Regions from separate parts of the Rattus norvegicus genome. Here region 1 is linked to region 2. Evidence: chromatin contacts called from public Hi-C data. All regions are on one chromosome and are shown on one strand. Each heading gives the region's core, a stretch centred on a gene start, on an enhancer-like site or on the middle of the called end of the contact. The rest is flanking DNA. Distances are from core to core; before and after follow the strand shown.

Region 1 (6,432 bases), core at 570-3,069, 55 kb after region 2:
TACTACACGGAAAGACACCATTACCTTGTCTCTTTACATTGTTTCCCATTTGTTGAAAAACCAGAGGCCTGGAATGCGGCCATGTCAGACAACACTACATAAGAATGCACTCTGGGATCTGAGATTAAAATTAGCTACACAGAGAAGGAGAACGAGATAGACAGTCTGAATGAGTACACCGCTCCCACTCAACAGTTTCTTACTTAATCAGTATAGAAGAACAGAAATTTCTGTCCCTAGTCCCGCCCCCTTTCCCCTCCCCCACCCCAGCTTTCTCGATACCAGTCTCCTAAAATGCTTGAGACAGTCCCGGGACCCTAAAGGCCCAGGAAGACCTTGCGTGCTCTAAAGTCCTATAATCAGATAAATAGCACAAGCCCCACCCGACTGACAGTTACCTATCAACTACCCTGACACACCATTTACTTGGTTAGGAAGCAGTATGAACTTTTTCCTGAGTAGTTCTTCACAGGCAACAGCAGCAGTCTGAGTCATACCCAGTCTCGGGCAAGTGTGACATTAGCCAGGGTACAGTTATGGGACTAGTCAGTCTCTCTCTCTCTCTCTCTCTCTCTCTCTCTCTCTCTCTCTCTCTCTCCCCCCTCCCTTTTCAGAAGTGGAGATCAGTGGAGAGCCTGCGGCAGGCAGTTAAGTGTAGTCTAGGAAAGGAAGCCCCAGCCTTCCCCTCAGGCAGGGGCTGCAGATCCTAGAGTCCACAGGCCTCTCGGCAGCTCCATCTTGCTTCCTGCCAGAAGGAGGGGCAGAGGAGAGGCCCCCCGAATCTGGAAAGGCCCCAGCGGGAAGAAAGCCATTTGACAGTAGGTAAAGCTGGGTGAAAGGCTTCACAGAAGGAATAAAATGAATGACTATGGGGTCAGGCAGAAGTAAAGCAGGGCTCCTGGTTATGAATTACTGCATAAAGGTGTTAAGAGTCCCGGAGGTGTGAGCAAAATGCCCCGAAGGAAAGGAGGCAGCGACAGAAAGAGAAGGAAGCCAAAGAGAAGGAAAGCAACAGACACCAGGATCCCTGGGGAGGGCTGGGCAGGTGGGTCTCGGGGGACACAAGTGTTAGAAAGGCGAGCAGCCGGGTGCAAATAAGAATCCTTAGAAGTAAAGGCAGAGAGCCCGTAAGAGAACCCACCCACAGGCTGGACAGGAGAGGCCTAAAAAGGAGCTAAGAGCAAGGTAGTCAACGGGAGGGACGCGAGCCTGCCCAGGGGAGGGACCGTGAGACAACCTAACAACTATCACTTCTTCGGCGCCTACTACGGGCGCACACACGCTAGGCACTTTACAACTAAAACCTCGCTGACTCTTTACAGCACAGCCCCAAAGCAGGATTTCTCACGGGTGCCCCCATTTTATAGATGAAGAAACTGAGGCCCCCGACAGACTCAGTGGCTTGCTCAAGGTCACAGCCCAGAGAAACCGGCATTCGAAACCACGGCACCTGCCCTGAAGCCCACCCAGCACTCCAAGCGCCTGCGAATGCAAGCAGCGAGGAGGACCGGGACCCTGGGGACGTCTCCCGCCCGCGCTCCAGTCCCAGGCCCGGCGCGCTCACCCGGACGAGGTTGCTGACGGCCGCCTGCACAGCGGCCACGGGCGCGGTGAGGTCAGGAATGGCTTTGCCGTCCACCTCGCCCTCCTCGTGCATAATCACCAGGTGAGAGATCTGCTGCGCCACCGGCTCCAGGATGCTCTCGATCGTGCGCGTGTGAAACACCGGCATCGCGGCGGCTGGCGGGGCGGCGAACCGCAGGCAACAGAAAACCGGGAACCGTAGGGCCGGGAGCCGGCGGCGAGAGACTGACTCGGAGCGGCGACTAGAGTCCGGGCTTCCCTCAGCGTAACCAGTCCCACAGGCGCCCCGCCCTCTCACGTCGCCGCGCCCAATAGCAACGCCGCTCAGAGCCCGACTGCGGCTTCTATTAGTCTTCCTTCGAGAAGCTCCGCCCCCAAGGCCGCGCCGCCCCGCCCCCATTCCCAAGGGAGGGGCCTGGGATTGGGGCTGCGCCGCAGGGATTGCGACCGGATTCCCGAACCCTCTCGCGGGGCGCTCCTTATAAGGGCATAGTGGGAGCGGAGCGTGCGACTGTACTGGACTGGCCACGCCCCCAGGGGCCGCCTCCCGCCTCAGAGTGGCGGAGCTCCGCCCCTCCGCAGGATCACCTCAGTAGGGCGGGACATCCTCACCTCAGGCTGTGCGGATGCGGGGAGACCCAGGCTTCCCCCGGTCTCCCCGCAGGGTGCTCCCCTTTTACCGTCACCGAACGCAGTCAAAACACTGTTCCGTCACCTCCCAGTAATTTACGAGAACGTAAAAAGACCCAAACAACAAAAACACACCAAGAAAGGTGAGTGCCCACTGATTTACACTATCTGCCGTCACGGTTAAGTTTTGGTGTGGCACTTTCTAGATCTCTGTACACGACCACTTGCAAATATGTTTTCTAAATAAATAGGGATGTAATGAAAACTACCTGGTAATCTTTCACTTTTGGTGAATAGTAAGTCTGCCACGTTCTGTTTTAGTGACCGGTATCTCATTCTTGCAAATCAGTTTAGGTTTGGTTCTGTTGCTAAAGTGTTTGCCTAGCGTGTAAGAAGCCCTTAGGTTTGATTCCCAGCACTAAATCAGACTTGACAGAGTGGGCCAGTATACCACCAGCACTAGGGAGATGGATCAGGGGTTTAAGGTCACACTCAGCTACGGAGAAAGTTTGAGGCCAGCCTGGAGGAGGGGGGAAGGGTGTCAGTCCGTTTGTGGATTGTGATGAACATCTATCTATCTGTAGTTAAGCAGGACTCCAGAGGCAGGGTTGGAAGGATCATTTGAGGAAGGAGTTCCAAGCCAGTCTGAGCAACATGACAAGACCCCCATCTCAAAAAAAAAAAAAAAGTGAAACGAAAATTCAAAGGTGTCCTTTTCACAAGCGGGTAAGTAGGGCCAAATTGCCCAATCCCCTCACCACATTTGAGACATCTGCATGTCTACCTAACCTCAAACTCTCTTGCCCAAGCTTCCTCATTCTGAGATGAAACACACTCATTAATGCCTTCAAATGAAAGATCCTCAAGTCAAAGAAAAATGTTTCTCAGGATCTCACTTTTTGCAGAAGGCCAAGTCACACGTTGTCTTACCCGACTTTTAAAGTTATGTTTGTCTAGCTGTATACACTCCTGTTTCTGCTGAGTATGTTGCCGCCAAGCCTTGACCTTCCTCTTGATTTGGGGATGAGCTCAGTTGGTGAAGAGTACTTGTCTACCATACACAAAGCTTTGGGTCAGTCTCTAGCACCACGTAAACAAGACATGGTGTTGGTGCACACCTATACTCTTGTCACCCAGGAAATGGAGGCAGGAGGATGAGAAGATGTTCAAGGTCTTCCTCAGCTACCTAGAAAGTCTGGGCTGCTTGAGACCCTGACTCAAAAACAAAACAAACAAAACCACCGTAATAATTAACCCGGGAAGTTTGGGGAAATGCACAAGAATGCACGAAGGCTCATCCATACTTGAAGAGTCTCTGTCTCCTACTGAAACAAGTACATTCTGTACCGGAGGGAGCTCGTTTCTATCTGACTTTTGATAAGAAATCCTGGGTCATTCAACATCAGGCTTCTCTTGTCCGGAGTCTCTCAGTTCGTCATTGTTTTACTTATTACTCAACGACCTATCTCCTAGACAGGGATCTTCAGTTTAACTACAAACCTTCCCAGAACTTGGGAACCCCTCTACTCCACTAACTTAATAATTCTTCTCTTAGCTGCTGGGAAGAATCCAAGACAGGCATTTCTCATACCCATGGACCTCCTTCCTTAAGCCCATAGCAAATGAGTGACCTTCAAAAATAATTTACACCCATCGGCTCCGTCTTCAAACGCGCTGTGGCCTTGCTACCGTTTCCCAATAGCTACTATCGTACTTCATCTCTAGACACTGGAGGGAGTACACCCTGAACTTAGGCCAAGGTAGGAAAGATGGCAGTGATGACTGAGCCAAAGCAGGGAAATGGAGACTCCGCAGGGCCCAAAGAACAGGGGAACCAGCAGCTGAAAACCTCTCCAAGACTCATGACAGAAGGCTCAGTTGTGTCATTGAATCCTTTTTCTATATGACAGACTAGAAGACAATATTTACCATAAAGACAGCAAGCACTGGCACGATGTGCTTCTGGAGGAATGCAGGCGCCAGTGCAACTGCCCTGTTTGCATACCAAATAGTCAAGCTGAGTTGCATAGGTGGTAATGGTCTGACCACTACTGACTCTTTAATAAGTCAAGAGTGAGCCTGGTGGTGACGGTGCACACCTTTGATCCCAGCACTTAGGAGGTAGAAGCCGACGGGTCTCTGTGAGTCAATAGCTCCCAAGAAATACACCCCTCCTTATGGAAATTCGTCAAAACTAATATAAAATGCAAAGAACAAAAAGTCAGAATCATGGCTCTTCAAGCTAACCCTAGCTTTACAGTTTGACCAAGACGCAAATCTCATAAGTAGCTTTCCTTCGTAGGCTTTATGTAAGAATCAGTAAAAGAATGTGTATAGAGTCCAGGAGAGCTGAGGACAAGTCTCAGTTGGCGGCAGGCCTCCCTAGCATACATGAGATGCTGAGTTTGACCTAGAATACCACATGAGCCAAGATGGTGGTCCACACTTGTAACCCTAGAATGCTGGAGATGGCAGCAGAAGGATTCGAAATTCAGGGTCATCTTCTACAATATAGTGAGTTCAAGGCCAGCCGGGGAACATAAGGTGCTGCTAAAACAAACAACAGAAAGTCCAGGAAAAGAGAGCCACTGTCATTACTGGAGCAATGGCAAATACGCATAATGTTCACAGACCCCAAAACGTCCTGATGGTGTCTTTCTTTGAGAGTTTTGTCACAACATTTCTACAAAAAGCTTTCTATTTTTTATAAATACTGTGAACAAAATTCTAAAATACCTTCCATCCCCCAAGAATAAAGCAGTTTCCCATAGCTCGTCTTAGAGACTGTATGCTACTCAAATTCCAGATAGGAGATGGCCAAGGACCTACGGATAAGAAGAAGTCTGTGAGGCAGTGGAATGAACAATGTTTGCTTAGGCAGGCGGCAGAGCAGACATTCCAGAATGAGCAAGTCTGAAGGAGGCCCATATTCCAGGTCAGTGCTTAAGTTAGTCAGACTGAAGTGAATTCACGCAGCTCAGAGATAAGATGCAAAAGTAAGTTTCCACAAGATTATAACCTTCAGACACTGAAGCTGTGCAGCATCTGCTCTTAATTGTGGCTGGCTCAACTTACCCTCTACTACATGATTAGACTGGAGACCACTAATGATGGGAACACTGTGGGACATGCTAAAGTTCACCAGTTTTAAGTTATACATGATTAGGAACAGTTGTGATGGCAGAATTACTTATATATACATCTCTGTGGCATAAGGAGCTTTCTGTCCTTTGAAGTCCGTGAGAATTATGAGGAAGGTGGAAAACAGGAAGTATAACTGTCTTTCATAGACAAGCTGAGAACTTGAGACACAGTAAGTAGCACTTGTGAGTGAGTAGTTTGTGGAAATTTTGGTCAAGGCTAGATTTTATATTTAGTCAAGACACTCAGTCGCTAAATTTTAGATTCTGGACTGTTCTATGTCAACTATGTGTCTAAGGCTAAAACTTAGATGCACTCAGTAGAATAATACAGTTTCTGCACAAATGAGTCAAGGTGTGACAATGTAACACAGACACACACATACTGACTGAAATCCCCACTGTATCTCAGATGAACCTCCTTTCTCCATCTAGACCACCCCACCTTACCAAGCCCTTTCCCCACATGTCCTACACCAAACCACTAGTGGCTTGATTAATAGCTTTTCTTTCCCCTCCTAAGTGTTGACTCATACAGTATGCCCCACCCTCCATCCCCACCCAAACCACTAACTTCCCCGATTGCTTTGAAAGCAATGTGGCCTTTTCCTTTCTTGACCATTTTTTTTACATTAAATGTACATTTAAGTCATTTTCAATTTTATATGTTTTACAATTTTCACATCTTTTAATTGTACTTCAGTCTAATCTTTTAAGATTTATTTTTATTATTGCATGTGTGCATATATGTGTACCTACGTGTGGTTATATGCATGAGTGTAAGTGACCATGTCGTTCAGAAGAAGTGATTAGATCCCCTGGAGCTGAGGTTACAGGAGGTTATAAGCTGACAGACTTGAGTGTTGGGATCCAAAGTGTTACCTTCTGAAGGAGCAGTGCATGCTCTTAACCTCTGAGTCATCTCCCCCAACCTCTACACTTCAATGATATGTACTGAATGAGAAAACTATAAAAAAGTCTATTAACACAATGTAAAAATCCAGTTCCTAGAACCAACTGCTACTGACATTTTTGTATGTTCTGAAAAGGTCTACATACCATAAAATCTAGTCCTTAA
Region 2 (6,770 bases), core at 216-2,715:
GGTTAAAAATGTATTCATAAAACCCAGCAGCTTGAATACCAATGAAGAAGTGTTACTGTGCTTCAGCCATCAAAATGGTAAAATAACTGGCCTCGTACATTTTAAAAAAACACAAACAATGGAAGACAGCTTTCTCATCTTTTATCATGAAAGGACAGTGCAGGCTCCAATGTGGGACAGGACCAGTCACTCATCCCCGTTCTAGCGTTTTCTTAACAGATTAATGGTCTCTCCCAGACAACTACCTCCTTCTTTTGCTTAGATTCACAGCTGTGTTTTTGAGAATTCCAAATGAAAATTGCCTGCCACACTGTGAAAGGGATGCAGAACCAAAGAGCCAACAATGAGAAAATCAGAAGAGCCAAGAATCTTCTCAAACTGCACTGGCATTTTTCCAAATGGGAACAAAACTTTTTTTGTCCCTTCCGAAAAGTTCTTACGGTGCCTCAGACAAGGAAGGCTGCTTCTCGTAGGGAACAGACTCCGTGAGACCCAGGACACTGCACAAAGCTGTTCTCTCTGCCAAGGACAGGCACCCCGAAAGCCACAGCCACGGGGCTTCTATGGATACGACACTACCACAACCCCACAGAGGAGTCCCTGATATTATCTAGGCGCCCGCCTTGCTTTAGGCAGAGATGAACGGTTTCGTGAGAATAGAAGTTTCATGTGAACCAAAAGGAGTACGTATATAGGCTACAGTTAGGCTGGGTACATAACTTTGGATCCCGTAGCTCAGGTTTGTTTCTGGGCCCTGTAGTATACAGTGTGCTATGTACCCCAGTGATCAAGGAGTTTCAGAACAGTCTCAAAGCAAAAGTAAATCTCATCTGCTCTAGGGACTTCCGCACAATTCAGTCCTCTCCAAGTCTACAAATACATGCACTAACTCCATAGATGAGTATTTTTTAATCTACTTTATACTGAGTTTTTTTTTTTCAATAGCAAACTAAGTGTACTTATTTAGGGATAGGTGTTCTGAAAACAAAGATTTGAGAAGGGGAAAAGGAAGGTTAAAACAGATCATAAGGCCTGTGAGATGGCTCAGGTGTACACACAAGAATAATAATAAAATAATAACAATTTAAAAAATAGATGTTACCACAAAATAAAAAAGACAGTATCTCATGTTGTAGTGGGTTTGGCCTAAAGCTGCTTGTATTATGATGTTAATTTTGGTGTCCAAACTGGTTACAGAAGTGTAACACAGATACTGAGGGACCCTGCCCTCCCCCCCGACCCTCACCCCCCCCCAACCTCCACCCCAACCCCCACCCCCCGAGTTGGTTCTGATTGGGAAATAAAGATGCTGGCAGCCAATGGCTGGACAGGGCAGACAAAGGTGGGGCTTTTAGGACTTCCGGTCTTGGAAAAGAGAGGAAGGAGGAAGAAGCAGGGTGATCCACCATGCTGGGAGAATAAGAAGGGGAGGAGAGATGCCGGGCCTGACAAGAGTGGAGGAGAGGGAGGCATGACCGCCACGTGAAGGAGCCAGGGGAGTGCGGCCCAGATAGGCAGCCCTCTGGTAGACTATAGAACTTAGTAAGTGATAACTCGGGCGGAGGGAGGCGGTTTAACCATGTGGTGTTAGAAAGTGGCCCGGCTGTTGCACTGTTTAAGGCATATCAACAGATAAAAAGGCTGAGTGTAGGGGTTGGGGATTTAGCTCAGTGGTAGAGCGCTTGCCTAGCAAGCACAAGGCCCTGGGTTCAGTTCTCAGCTCTGGGGGGGAAAAAAGGCTGAGTGTGTGATGTTCATTTGGAACAGAAAACATTTAGGGGCAGGCAGCAGGAACTCACCACCAGGAGTTATATATAAAAATCTTGCTACTTATGTAGCTCGGGCCTTCAACTCAACAGCTAGCTGAGGATGACACTGAAATCTGTCCTCCTGCCTCACCTCCTGTGTTCTAGGGATCGGAGGCACCCGCTCCTGCTGGTTAATGGGTTCCAGGAACTAAGTCCAAAGCTGCATACACACTAGCAAGCATTTTCTCAACTGGACTACATCTCAAGCCCTACCAAAGTTTTTCATCTATGCATCCATTCTTTATAAAAGATAACTAACGGGGTTGGGGATTTGGCTCAGTGGTAGAGCACTTGCCTAGCAACCGCAAGGTCCTGGGTTCGGTCCCCAGCTCCAAAAAAAAGATAACTAACTTGGTCAGAGTTCAAGTCTGCCCCTTTCTTCCCCCCCCCCCCCCCCCCCGGAGCTGGAGACTGAACCCAGGGCCTTGCGCTTCCTAGGCAAGCGCTCTATCACTGAGCTAAATCCCCAACCCAAGTCTGCCCCTTTCTTAAAACAACAACAACAACAACAACAACAACAAAAACAAAAATCAATTCTAGAATAGACTCTAACTTTATTAGACTTGGAATGTCTTAAAGCTCTATTATTAGCAAAAGAGAATTCAGTAAAATTGGCGACGACCTGCGCTCTGAATCACCTCGTGGGGAGTAAGTGCCCGGTGCTGGTTTGAGGAAAGCAGAGCCTTACCTGGCTCGGAGGTCAGCCACTTGGTCAGTCATCTGCCCTAGCATCTTGCAGGTTCCTAGGATCTCCCTGCGTTCCTTGCCTGCACAAAGTTCACCAACTTTTCCAGCTTCGTCCAAGATCTGCCTGATGGCCTGCTCACCGGCGTCCCCTAAAACCATGAGATAGTCAGTACCTACACTGTGGGACATCAGTTATCCAGAGAGATCCCCTCACAAGTCATTCCATTCATGAAGGAATACGTAACCTGACAGCTACAGCCATACCCTGCCTCACAGCCACAAGGTGAGGCTCCACCCTGTGAAGGGAGATATGCAGTGGCTTTGCCATGAGTACCAGGGCGAGGAGAAATGGTGTCCTAATTCAACAGGACTTAGGCCCTCCAACTTCCACTAGGCCTTTCACGTGTGCTCCATCTAAGCCATATAGCCAAAGACCTGGCTGGGTCTCATCTTTACATATGCAGCTTTACATCCGACATTCTGAACACCACTGTACGATCTACTTAACTAAATACTTTGCTGACGTAAATGGTAGTAGCACGCCCAACGGGAACCAAGAGAGGTATTTACTCAGAATAGCAACCTGCCTGCTTCAGGGAGTTGTTAAACGGTGAAGCAGTAACTTTTCAAAGAGCAGCTCAGCTCAGTCTATTTACTCACACTGAGAGATGAGACAAGTTCTGGGCCTTTGTCCTTCAAGGCCAGGCATGTTTTAATTTCTCAGAACTAAGGCAGGATGCTCAATTACTCAGGATGGGGAGACTATGGATTTTAACTGCTTATTGTTCCGAAAAGGACTGCAGAGTTACCTGGGGAAGCGTTGGGGTCACGGAGCCAACCTTTGGCCTGGTTCAGTTTCGAGTCTATGGAGGCCAGCGCTCTCTTCATGGCTTCAGTGTCCTTCGGAAAAGAAATGCACAGTTTTTGTCTGTTCTGTATCATGGTCTCTCAGGTTTTACAGAGAAGAAGTTACAGCACTAACACACGACAGCTCAGGTAGTCCTGCAACAGCCTTAAATAATCTCACCACACCACAAGTCTAGTGTCTGTCAAAATGCAACATGTTGCATGCAAATCTTCAATTAATTCTATTCTGCCTCCTGGTGTCTCCATTGCTAAAATTGCAAAAGCTTAAAAAACTGCACAAGCCAAAAAATGTCTAATGTCGTCAGCAGGAAAAAGCCCTGCAGCCTCATGCTTCGTTGTCAGCGCTCCCACTGGTCCAGACCCGGTGGGAGCCCTTGTGTCATGTCAGCATCCAGGCCTTGCGGGAGCCCCCCCTGCTCTAGGTGAGCCTTATTAGTACGTGGAGCCACCAAGCACAGTTCTCGTTTCTCTTTATGAAATGCACACACGCAAACACTGGATGGCAATTCATTATATTTCATAAGTCAAAAAACTTGGAGCTACTCATTGGGAAAAATAAGTAAGACAGAATTAATGAACCATTTTGTTTTGGTTCTCAAAATAAACCTCTGAAAGTTTTACAGGAAGAAAGCGCACTGCTGACCTTCCCTGCTGCCCTCACTTGTCATCTTTTGATCCCTCGCCACCCAGATAAATGGATCTCAGTTTATCGATTATAACCAGGACTCATGATGATAGGAATAAAACCAACAGAATCTGCTGGGATGTCACCAGAAAATGACCAATTAAGAGAAAGAAAATTTTAAGACAGGTTCCCTTTATGTAGCTCTGGATAGACAAACTTGCTACGTCAACCAGGCTGCCCTTGTCAACACAAAAACTGTCTGATTAAAGGTATGCGCCATGACTCCCAGCTTAACTTATAACACATAAAAAACAAATGACAATGAAACAAAGTTCCATGAGCCAATCTTATAATTGGGAGATTCCCCCCACCCCCGTCTGTCTGTCCGTCTCTGCATTTCCACCCCGTTCTCCCCACCCACAGGGGTATAACTGCATAGCCCTAGTTCCCTGGAACTCATCACAGAGACGAGGCTGCTTCGCAGTGATCTGCCTGCCTCTGCCTCTGCTTCTGCCTCACAACTTCTGGGATGGAAGATGTGTGCTACATCTGGCCCTCGATTGGCCATCTCTACTAACATCTTAAAAAACAATCTTTCTCCTTTTTTGCACCAGAGGACTGACTCCCAGAGAGTCAACCCATCAAAGCATAATGTTAACCTCTTTAAATTCTAGGTACGCCTCATCCCTAAACATTCTTCAATTTCCAGTCCTGCAGGGGTTGTACCACCAAGCTTCCACAAGGGGGCACAAAGCACATCCCTACTTCCAAGCCAAAGACCACCACTGTAACACAAAAAGAACAGGCAACATTCACAGGGCTGAAAACCCCGAAATACCTACTCAAATGATAGACTCTCTGCTTTCGGACTTCTTTTTCTCTCATCTAAAAAAATAGAGAGTGCGCTCTCATCCTAACTTTATTCTCGGTCACAGCAACAAAAAGGTCAGCTAGGCTACTGGGTGGTGGGGTAGGGGTACTAAGTTATATGGGACTGTGACAGCTGCCAATTTTAGGCCACATCAGGCAAATCCAGTCCACAGCCGGCTTACAGCTAGTAAACCCGGAGAACAGGGTCTTCAGGTGACTTGTCCATACTGTTTAAATCTGTTTCTTTCCTCCACTTTGCTGCTGGGCTGTACAAGGATTTATATAGCAAAACTTGCCCCAGAACTGAATTCCAAATGAGAAAGGCCTAAATGGATATCTTTTTAAGGCTCTCGGGTAACTCCTAACTTCAAAACACTGGATAGCTTTCAGTATTTACCTACCATAAGTTACAAGGGTTTACAATTTGTCTAGGTGTGGAGTTGTTTATAATAACATTTCCATAACCTTGGAAAAGAGACATTGTGTCAAAGTGAAATTTAAAACTCTGTTAATAAACCTCTCTGTAATATGTTTATTTTGGGTGAGAAAGCTAATAAACACCTACATTTCGAAATCTAAGTATTTTAGCACTTATCTAGCAGTAATGGCTACCAGTTAGGCAGGCAAATTCGATTTCCTACACGGTAGATGCTATCTTAGCCAGTTTCTCCTTCGATTACTTCATTGAATCTCAAGTTGAAATGTAATTTTGTCTTACAAATTAAGAAACAAGGACTTAGGACCGTTTGACCTTAAGCTTGCTGAATCCAACCTCTTATTTTATATCACATGAAACTCAATGTTTTTTCTTTTTTCCCAAAGAAAGTTGCCACAAACTTTTGGACCAGTCAGCACAACTCCACCTTGTCAGTCCGGGCTCTGGCTAACACTTCTCTAGAGAGAAGCCCCAACTCAAATGTACAATGTGCGCTAACACAAGCGGCTGCTTTTATTCTCCCATGTCCCGAAATGGTTTGAAACACAATGCAAAGACAAGCTTTGCTCTAATCAGCATCCTCGAACATCATCGTTTCTCTCCAGTAAACTCAGCGGCCCTTCATGATGAAGAAAGACTGTGATTCCCAGGAAGAGGGTAATTTTCTTCTGAGTAGATCTGACAACCCCGGGAAATTAAAATTAGCAGATGCTTGTTTCCCCTACACTGAACCAAGGGCAACTATGGAAGGAGGCTGCAATTTTTTTTTAATGTATTTGGCTGTTTTCCCTGCACGTATGTTTGTGCAGTGAGTGCATGTCTGGTGCCTATGAAGGCCAGAAGAGGGCATCAGATCCCCTGGCACTGGAGTTACAGACAGTGCTGAGCTGCCATTTGGGTGCTGGGAATTGAACCGGAGGCTTCGGGAAGAGTAGACAATGTTCTGAATCACTGGGCCACCTCTCCAGTCCTGAAGCTGCTTTTTTTTTTTTTAAGATTATTTGTTTGTTTATTTTATGTATGAATACCTGTAGCTGTCATCAGACATACCAGAAGAGGGCATTGGATCCCATTACAGATGGTTGTGAGCCATCATGTGGTTGCTGGGATTTGAACCCAGGACCTCTGGAAGAGCAGTCAGTGCTCTTAACCGCTGAGCCATCTCTCCAGCCCCACTAAAGCTGCATTTTTAAACCTGGGAATTGCAGTTAGTTTCTAGGTGGTGGTTGTTGTTGCTGCTGCTGTTGCTGCTGCTGTTGTTGCTGCTGCTGCTGTTGCTCCTGCTGCTGCTGTTATAATCTTCTCTATTACTTTTGTGTATATGAGTGGGTGACAATGTTCCACAGAGTACGTGTGAAGGTCAGAGGACAATTCCAGGGATCTGACTCCGATCATGAGACCAGCAGAAACTCATTCACCCTCTGAGTCATCTTTCTACCCCTCTGATTTTAAAGCATGTGACTTAGGCAGTTATAAA

Evidence for each region. Hi-C and Micro-C count contacts between places; a contact is called where the count stands out from the background.
Region 1: a contact with region 2 is called in a Hi-C map of Schwann cells, with 4 times the contacts expected there. The contact joins the promoter of Vcl here to the enhancer-like site in region 2. A contact is called at or near these places in 9 of 12 Hi-C or Micro-C datasets (the A7r5 cell line, Schwann cells, frontal cortex and 5 more) and 1 of 1 datasets of contacts at active chromatin or transcription factors (oligodendrocytes).

The regions. Positions count from the first base shown.
Region 1 is chr15:3,402,981-3,409,412 of GRCr8, forward strand. It overlaps Vcl (vinculin), which reads right to left and starts at 1,820. Exons shown (of 21, transcript NM_001107248.1): 1 at 1,565-1,820. The coding sequence starts at 1,732.
Region 2 is chr15:3,348,061-3,354,830 of GRCr8, forward strand. It overlaps Vcl (vinculin), which reads right to left. Exons shown (of 21, transcript NM_001107248.1): 7 at 3,305-3,395; 8 at 2,497-2,644. Among named protein-coding and RNA genes, the nearest start is that of Vcl, 53 kb to the right of the region's middle. Within about 2 kb of position 1,466, at least 18 of the 93 cell types and tissues checked have an H3K27ac peak or open chromatin away from gene starts, as enhancers often do. A contact at or near this core is called in Schwann cells, where this site is marked.